Regions from separate parts of the Mus musculus genome. Here region 2 is linked to region 1. Evidence: chromatin contacts called from public Hi-C data. All regions are on one chromosome and are shown on one strand. Each heading gives the region's core, a stretch centred on a gene start, on an enhancer-like site or on the middle of the called end of the contact. The rest is flanking DNA. Distances are from core to core; before and after follow the strand shown.

Region 1 (4,404 bases), core at 868-3,367:
GAAAAAGAATCAAGGGTTTGTTCCTCTGCAATTTTGTAACATTAATTTGTAATGCTAGCATTAAAGACAAAAGCCAATAGCAGGCCAGCATTGCTTTTTCAAGTCTTATTATGCTGCTATGTTTTCAGCTATTACCATGCTTTTTAAGTAAATGCTTATTTTTACTTAATTTGCACAATTAAGCTGAAAATCAATGCTTTAACTACACTATGAAAAGACGATTAACCAATTTATACTTACTGAGGTGTTGAAGTTAGCATGAAAACCAATCTCCTTTTCCTCTCTTTCTCCCTTATCTCTCTTTTTCCATTTTCCTCTCCTTTCCTTCCTTCTGGCAAGACATAGTGTGAGCTTGAATCTCTTAATAGGGGCACATACTTTACATGTATCATCCTTGAATTCTGGCACATACAACGAGTCCTATTCAGTGTGATGCAAATGATTCGTGATCCCACATGCCTGGAAGAAGCAGGTTAAACAATTGTGGGTGTGTGTTTGTGTATATGTGTGGATATACATGCACATGCATGAATACATGCCTGTGTGCGGAGCATATGCATGCCACAGCATATGTGTGTAGAGGTCAGTTCTCACCTTGAACCTTGTTGAGAAAGGTCTTTCTTGTTTCTCCCTGGTGGTGTGCTCCTGGCTCCCTGGCCTGAGATGCTATAGGTCAGCTCTCCTGTTTCTGCCTCCTGCCTGACAGCATGAGCTCAGGGATTACAGATGCAGGTCATTGTATCTGTCCTTTCCCCATGAGTTCTGTTGTGCATCTACTTGAGGTTTAATTAAGACCTAGAAGCATCTATAGAGTTTAAGCTGTTGGCCTTTTACTGGGGGTAGTCTCCGCTAGCTACTAACTTACCCTGACTTCTCTGCCATGCCGTCTCTCTATGTGGTTCTCGCTGCCTGCTTCTAATTCCTTCCATCTCTCTTCTACCCCGTTCCTCATCTCCCTGAGTCTGCCAGCGTCTATCTATGCCTGCCCAGAAGTCCTGCTCCAGTTCTTCCTGACCTACCTCAGGCAGTCAGCTTTTTATTTTATAAAATTCCATACTTCAGTCTGAGCCAATCTGCAGTAAGACCACTCCTGATCCATTTCTTTGGGTTGACCTTCATGGCAGCACCTTTCTTTTTAATATGATAACCTCAGAGAATCAACTTTTGGTCAGGGGATAAAGGACAAGGATTTACATATAGAAAGCTGGTGATGGTCTATAGAAATGACAGTAGAAATACCAAGATCCTGCCAGCACTGTGCTCTCTGCAGGGCCCAACAATTAACAATTGAAAATACAGAGACACACCTTTACACAGGTGAGGAAATGTCCCAACAGCATTCCAGAGATTAAACTCAGTTCCCCAGCCTGCACTGCAAGTGCTTTTATCTGTGGAGCAATCTCACTGGCCCACATTTGATTTTAGTTTTATGTTTATAAATATTTTGCTTGAAGGTATGTCTGTGTACCATGCAATTGCTGGATGTCTACGGAAGGTGTTAGATCACCTGCAGTTATGGATAGTTGTGAATCACCTAGTGGGTACTAAGAACTTGGGTCCTCTGCAAGAGCAGCAAATATTCTAAAGCACAGAGCCAAACAACCCTCCAACCCCCCAATGCTCCGTGTATTTTTACATTCTTTCCTTGGGCCCAATTTGCTGTAGTAAATCAACCCCTCACCCTCCCTCTCCCCCCCCTCTTCCCCCTCCCCCTCTCCCTCCTGTTTCATCACTCATAGTTCTTAGTTTATTGTTTCTTCCCACTCTGGCTGAGAACAACATAGAAATGTTTCCTGCCAATTCTTCAGTAGGTCCTCAGACCTTGTCATTTCCTTACCCTGGGTTTCCTTAAGGCCCCAGCAGGCAGATCTTTAATCGGTAACTGGAGTTAAAGCCAATAATTACAGAACACACACAGACCTTAACATATCAATTACAGGTCTTTTAGGTTGTAGGCAATAAAACACAGCAATAAACAAATTTGCAGTCCTATGATGCACAGATCTGGAATGTTAAAGAACGCAGCAGTCCCCTTGTTTCCTTGGCATTTGTAAGGAATTAGTTGCTGTGTCAACATGGCCTGCTTCCTCATCTTCTGCTGTTTGGGGAAATGTTTTGAATTTCTTGCTTCTGTTGATGGTCGAATTTGCTCTGCCAGGCAGGCCTGCCTGAGGAAGAGCAGTAGGTGAGAGCACTGCACTGGCTAAAACTCCCATGGAGTTTTTCTAAGCGCTTTACTTGAAAGCAAACTGGGAAATCAAATCCTGTCTACTTTTTCAGATTGTGCCGTGAAGTGAGGACCATTTTTGTTTGGTTTGCCATTACATTTCTGTGTTGCTGGGAGTAGAACACAGGGCTTTGCCCATGCCAGGTAATCATTTGACTTCCCAGCTATTATATCCCTACACCCAGGTCTCGCTAGACTTATATGGATATAGTTTAGAATTTTCCTGTTGCTCAAGAATTTAGAATCCTTCTCTGATCATAACAACAACACAGAAGAACTAGCTCATGGTGGTATGTGCTTGTTTATAAGTGGATATTAGCTGTAAAGTAAAGACAAACATGCTTCAGTTCATAGACCCAAGGGTGGCGCCGGGGCACAAACATCTCCCCGAGAAGGGGAAATAGATTTTGCACGTGGTGTGGGGATGGGTGGGGTTGAGAAGGAGGGATCAGGTGTGTGGGGGAAGAGAGTGAAAATACTGGGAGAAATGAGAGTGGAATTGGGGGACTTTAGGGGACAAGGGGTAAAGTTGGTACCATGGAAACTCCATGGAATCTACAAGAGTAACCTTAACAAAGACCCCTAGTGATGGGGAACATGAGGCCTGAACCAGCCATTTTATGTAACCAGACAAGATCTCAAGTGGAGGGGTTGGGACACCAACCCAGCCATAAAAACCTTTGATCTACAGTCTGTCCTGCCCGCAGAGTGTGCTGCGACTGGAGCCTAACAAGACTGTCATCAAAGAGACCGGAGAGACTTCATCCAGCAATGGATGTGAGCAGATGCAGAGTCCCAGAGCCAAACATGAAGCTGATTGTGAAGAGTGCTTCAGAGGAGAGGGAGAAGGATGGGAGGAACCAGAGGGGTCAGGGACACCATGAGGACATGGCTGACAGAATTAGCTGACCCAGACTCATGGAAATTTGCAGAGATCAGAGAGTGTGTAGGGATCTGACCGAGGTCCACTGCATATATGTTATGGTTGGATAGCTTGGTGTTCTTGTGGAAATCCTAACAGTGGAAATAGGGCTGTCTCTGACTCTATTCTACTTGTGGGACCCTTCTCCTCCTACTGGGTTGCCTTGTCCAGGTTTGATGGTATGTGCTGGGTGTTTTTGTATCTTACTATGCCGTGTTTCCTGGGAGGTCTTCTCTGAAAGGAGGCAGAGTTGGGGTGAATCTGGGGGAGAAGTGAGGCAAGGATGAGGGAAGAGTAAAATGTAAGGGGAGGGGAAGGAAAGGAAACTGTGGTTGAGATGTAATATATGAGAGAAGGAAGAAAGAAAGAGAGAGAGAGAGAGAGAGAGAGAGAGAGAGAGAGAGAGAGAGAGAGAGAGAGAGAAAGGAAGAAAGAAAGAAAGGAAAAGGAAGGAAGGAAGGAAGGAAGGAAGGAAGGAAGGAAGGAAGGAAGGAAGGACACAGGTTGAGGAAGCCATGATAAGGAAGCCAGTAAGCAGCACCCCTCCATGGGTCATCTGCCTCATCTTCTGTCTTCAGGTTTGAGTTCCTGTCCTGGACTTCCTTTGGTGATAAACTATGTTGTCGAAGTGTGAGACAAATAAATGCTCCTCCCCAAAAGAATTAGCCTATGTTTCAAAGAGGGTCTTCTAACATAGATCTTGTTATAACACAAAGAGGGGCTCTCAACATATGCCCAGGTCTCAGTGGCTCTCAACCTTCCGAGTGCTGGGACCCTTTAATACAGTTCATGTTGTGGTGGCCTCAACCATAAAATTATTTTTGTTGATACTCCATAACTGTAATTTTGCTATTATTATGAATTATAATGTAAATATCTGATATGCAGACTGTATTAGGACGTCTCTGTGAAAGGGTTGTTTGACCCCTGTCTTAGTCAGGGTTTCTATTCCTGCACAAACATCATGACCAAGAAGCAAGTTGGGGAGGAAAGGGTTTATTCGGCTTACACTTCCATGCTGCTGTTCATCACCAAAGGAAGTCAGGACTGGAACTCAAGCAGGGCAGGGATCAGGAGCTGATGCAGAGGCCATGGAGGGATATTCTTTACTGGCTTGCCTCTCCTGGCTTGCTCAGCCTGCTCTCTTATAAAACCCAAGACTACCAGCCCAGAGAGGGTCCCACCCACAAGGGGCCTTTCCCCCTTGATCACTAATTGAGAAGATGCCTTACAGTTGGATCTCATGGAGGCATTT
Region 2 (4,420 bases), core at 1,202-3,701, 110 kb after region 1:
AAATATAATTTTTGGCCATAAATACAGTGTAGTGGGTTTCTCAGATGTCTTAGTTGTATAAGTTTCATCTTATATTTGACTGACTTCTTATTTGCATTCTCCTTTAAAAAACTACTGATGTTTTAGACAGTGCTGGAGAATAAGCTGCAGCAGCAGTCATCACAGGCAGCCCAGGAGCTTGCAGCAGAGAAAGGAAAACTGTCAGCGCTGCAGAGCAACTACGAGAAGTGCCAGGCGGACCTGAAACAGCTGCAGTCCGACCTCTATGGCAAAGAGTCTGAACTTCTAGCCACGAGGCAAGACCTTAAGGTATTGTAAACTGTTGTATGGGATAAAGCTCAGGAAATAATTCCCTTGCCTAATGAGCAAGGGAAGTTAATATCTGTGAAGTATTATATTCTATTAAATTACCCCTTTAATGTTCCTTTTTAAAAATTAGATTGTTTTATGACAAAAATCATGAGATGAGCTATAAATATATACACACATATGTATATATACACACACATTAAAAACTCAGTGAAATAATGTGGGCGAATCTTATGGTATTAGCTTTTTAAGGCCTTTGAAGCCTTCATTTGAGAGTACCTTTGGAGAGAGGCTGGTTATAAGCCAACTCTGGGAAATGCAAGTGCATTACTATGGTCAAGCTCTTAGTGCTATATTTTTGTCAGCTTTCTAATTTACAGGAATGCTTAATGATTAAAATCAGGCCAATTAAATATAGCCTTAATTAATAATACTGTATGGTCAAATAAGGTATCATGTTGATTAAAATGAAAGGTATAAATAACAAGGTAGCAAATTTTATACAACACTGGCATATCCTTTCTGTAAAGGAAAGCGAACATTGTGTTCCTACACACAGAGGACCAGCACCTTGCCTCTTTCCCCCAATATTTTGTCTCTGCCCCTGTCTCTCTTTCCTCCCCTCTCACCCCCCACCCTCTTGTCATGGTAATATATGCTATCTCCTTTTTTAAAGTGCACTACTGTAAAATTTATGTTTGTAAAATGTTGTATATATTTTGTGTTGTATTCATGGGCTCTTGTGGGCAACCAGGCCACTTAGATATGTGAGTAGATCCTGAACTATAGGTAGAATTTGGAAATACAGTCTTTACAAGGATGTCTGGTGATAGGAGGAACTGAACAGAGCCAACCAGGAGTGGAATTTATGTTTAAAAAATGGAGGCTCCAAATTGTTAAGTATACTAAATGCTTAGTGAAAAACAATTGGATTTTATATTTGAGATAAAAATAACAACAGCAACAAAGCGTACAACAGAGAGGAAAAATGAAATTTTAACCTGGACATCTTTAAAGAAGCTTAGATCGCTAGTAGGGATATTCAGTTAAGCATTCTCTCTCCTCTAGGAGATCTGCTTTCCTGTAGGACTGTGATTCCCATTAGCTGTGCAGGCACATGTGTGTGAGCTCACACAAATAAAAATCATTTAAATTAATTACAAAATACCTTTCTCCACAAATTCTGGTAACTGGGTGTGAGTTGGTTGAGAGGATAGAGTTAAGAGAATGGAAGGTGTAGAGGGCAGTTCCTAAGTTCTTAGCAGGCCCAGGGGAGGGCAAGGGATCAGTCCACACGGACACAGGAAACTGGGGGAAGCAAAGGAAAGCAACAGGAGGCAGGTTAGCCAGGGGGTGGGGTCCGGTGTGGAGGCAAGGGTGCTGGAGAGGTGGCTCAGTGGCTAAGGATACTTACTGTGTTTTCCAGAGGACCTAAGTTTGGTTCCCAGCACCCACATGGCAATTTACAACTGCCTGTACATAACTTCAGTTCCACGGGATCTGGTGCTCTCTCTGACTTCTGTGGGCTCCACGCGCATTTGATGTTAAGGCATACATACATACATACATACATACATACATACATACATACATAGGCAAAACATACATTCACATAAAAAATGAAAATAAATCTTTAAAAAAAGAAAAATTAGAACTGGTCATTTTATTACTGTTAAATTGCTTGTTTGTTTGTTTTTCAACAAGGCAGGGGAAGTTTGCAGAGAAGTTTGCATGTAAGCTGAAGGCAGTGAGGAGCCACTGAAGGGCTTCCATGTAATCTGCACAAATGAGAAAGCATAGGGCAGGCCTAGGGAGCGTTTCACAGCAGGCGCGATGGAGCCTCTGCTGTGACACTCCTTTGGCAGGTGAGGCAGGCCGGCTGACAGCAGAGCAGAACCGTGACTGGAAGAGCTGTTGGTTTACTCGAAGCCCTCCTTCTTTACTATTCACCAGATAACTATTTTTGTCAGCCTTTTTTCTCTTTTGCTTCAGTGAGCTGATCTCAAATGTGAGAGCGAAGGGAGACAAGAAAGCATTCTACAGCGTGACAGTTGCCTGTGTAAGGCTTTCTGTCATAGCTGTTGTAGCTGTCAGTGTATACCTCAGCCTTACAGTGTCTCCTCGGACACCAGTAGGGTTGACCAGACTGGCCTAGTCTGTGCCGTTAGCCCCATCTGCTGGATCATTTATGAAATAGTTTGCTCACTGGGTATTTCTGTTGGCTATAATCTATGCTATTATTTGTCCAGAAAAATAGAAGTGGAATTCACTATTCAATTCAAATTCATAATATAAATGTATTTCTGAAGTGAAGTGAAAATTGTGGGGTTATACAGAATTAAGCCTAACTCTTCTCATCCCAGTACTTTTATGCTATTTTATCAGACATCAGAAAAAGTAAGAGCTAATATAAAGGCTTTGTTTGAAAGGAGTATGGGAAGGCTTGTTTAATAAAAATAATTGGAACCACAGGGATTTTAGAATTTTATAATCGTGTCAGGGCTGGTAATTGATCTACTCAATGATTCGCCTATTGCCATGTGTGTGGCTAAGATAAAGATAGGAAAAGAGGTGGACCAGGGGAGCATCCCTGGTAAGCAGTGCTGAGTGAGCGAGGCATGCACAGTAGTACAGTTTGGGAGTGTGTAAGTAGATGTCCAAACACAGGGCACAGCATTGTCCCTTGACATTGTCATGAAGACTTCATCTGGTCTTTAAAGAACTAATAAATTAATGGACTTTGTACATTTAAAATTCTAGAGTCCATGCATTTAAAATCTTATAAAGCAGTAACACTTTGGTGGTTCTTACAGCATTTCTTAGGGGGTACTACTGCTTTCTTGGTTTTAGCAAGCCTGTTGAACCAGAACCTCTATTACACAATTATGGTTGCAGTAGATTTATACAGTAGTTTTTGAAACATGTTTATTTCAGTGCTGAGATCAAACTCAGGGTCTTATGCATGCCAGGCAAGTACTCAACACTAACCTATTACCACCCCCTCCCCCCACACACACCCAGGACAGTACATTTTATTGTTAAAAGAATTTTTTAAAAGTTATCTTGGTGACATCTAGGCCAGTTGCCATGTCACGCATTTTACAAAGGTCTTACATCGGTTTCTTGTGTATTTGGTGGTGCGCATTTGCTCAGCTGCCCTGTACAGTTTCTGCTGCACATGCCACTCTTCTGTGATAAGGACCATTTTATGCAGGGTACTGACTTAATACCGGCTGCCTGAGTAGCAGAGAACAAGTATGTGTTCTGTGCAGTCCTGACTGGCAGAGGTCCTTCCCTGGCTTGCATTACCTGGCTCCTTGTCAGGGGAAATGCGCCTGCAGTAAGAATTGGGGCCTCTCTTAGGTCTGCTGAACGAGTTCTCACTCCCTGCAGATCCTCAGCCTTCGTAGCTGATGGTGTCAGTTCCCTTTCCCTAGGACCATATCCCCAAATGTAACTAACAGGCAGAAACGTAGCCCTTTCCACTACTTCAGATCCTCAAATGTCTGAGCCTTAGAGCAGACAGTAACTATGATAGGAACTGACCCCACGTGTATTAGTCATCTTCCTCATTGTTGTGACAAAACATCTGACAGAAGCTCCTTGAAGAAGGAAGCGTTGTTTGTTTGTTTGTTGTTTACTCACAGTGAGAATACCATGTCTACCATGACTGGAAGCTGTGACAGTAGAGCTCAAGGCCACAGGTCACATGGTATCTGTAGAGACAGACCTGAGTGATCTGCCCTGCCTCCCTTCTGTTCCTTCATTCCAGGACCCCAGACCATGGAGTAGTGCAGTCCACATTTAGGGTGGGTCTCTCTGCCTGAATTATCCTAGTCTAGAAACTCCTTCACAACACAACCAAAGGTTGCTTCCATAGTCATTCAAAGTGTATTAGCATGACAGTGTTCACCACCACACAAGAGACTTAGAGCCGTCAGTAGCTATGATATTGACTTACATCACTTGTACCACTGAGACAGGAAGCTCAGAGGATGGGCCTATAGCTGGTCAGAATACAGAGTTGCATATAAGGCTAAATTTATTGAATGAATGATATTAACAGCTATGAAATATATCCTATAAGAAAACTCTGTCTTGTTTATCAAGG

What was found. Hi-C and Micro-C count contacts between places; a contact is called where the count stands out from the background.
Region 2: a Hi-C map of bone marrow-derived macrophages shows a contact between it and region 1, with 35 read pairs. The contact joins two enhancer-like sites. A contact is called at or near these places in 1 of 39 promoter capture datasets (embryonic stem cells), 2 of 15 datasets of contacts at CTCF or cohesin (CD8 T cells and the NIH/3T3 cell line), 67 of 484 Hi-C or Micro-C datasets (B cells, the C10 cell line, CD8 T cells and 36 more), 4 of 115 datasets of contacts at active chromatin or transcription factors (embryonic fibroblasts, embryonic stem cells and extraembryonic endoderm stem cells) and 1 of 9 other capture datasets (embryonic stem cells).

Annotation. Positions count from the first base shown.
Region 1 is chr10:95,916,929-95,921,332 of GRCm38.p6, forward strand. No RefSeq gene overlaps it. Among named protein-coding and RNA genes, the nearest start is that of Gm24433, 21 kb to the left of the region's middle. Within about 2 kb of position 2,118, at least 16 of the 459 cell types and tissues checked have an H3K27ac peak or open chromatin away from gene starts, as enhancers often do. A contact at or near this core is called in bone marrow-derived macrophages, where this site is marked.
Region 2 is chr10:96,031,385-96,035,804 of GRCm38.p6, forward strand. It overlaps Eea1 (early endosome antigen 1), which reads left to right. Exons shown (of 29, transcript NM_001001932.3): 22 at 127-309. Among named protein-coding and RNA genes, the nearest start is that of Eea1, 93 kb to the left of the region's middle. Within about 2 kb of position 2,452, at least 14 of the 459 cell types and tissues checked have an H3K27ac peak or open chromatin away from gene starts, as enhancers often do. A contact at or near this core is called in bone marrow-derived macrophages, where this site is marked.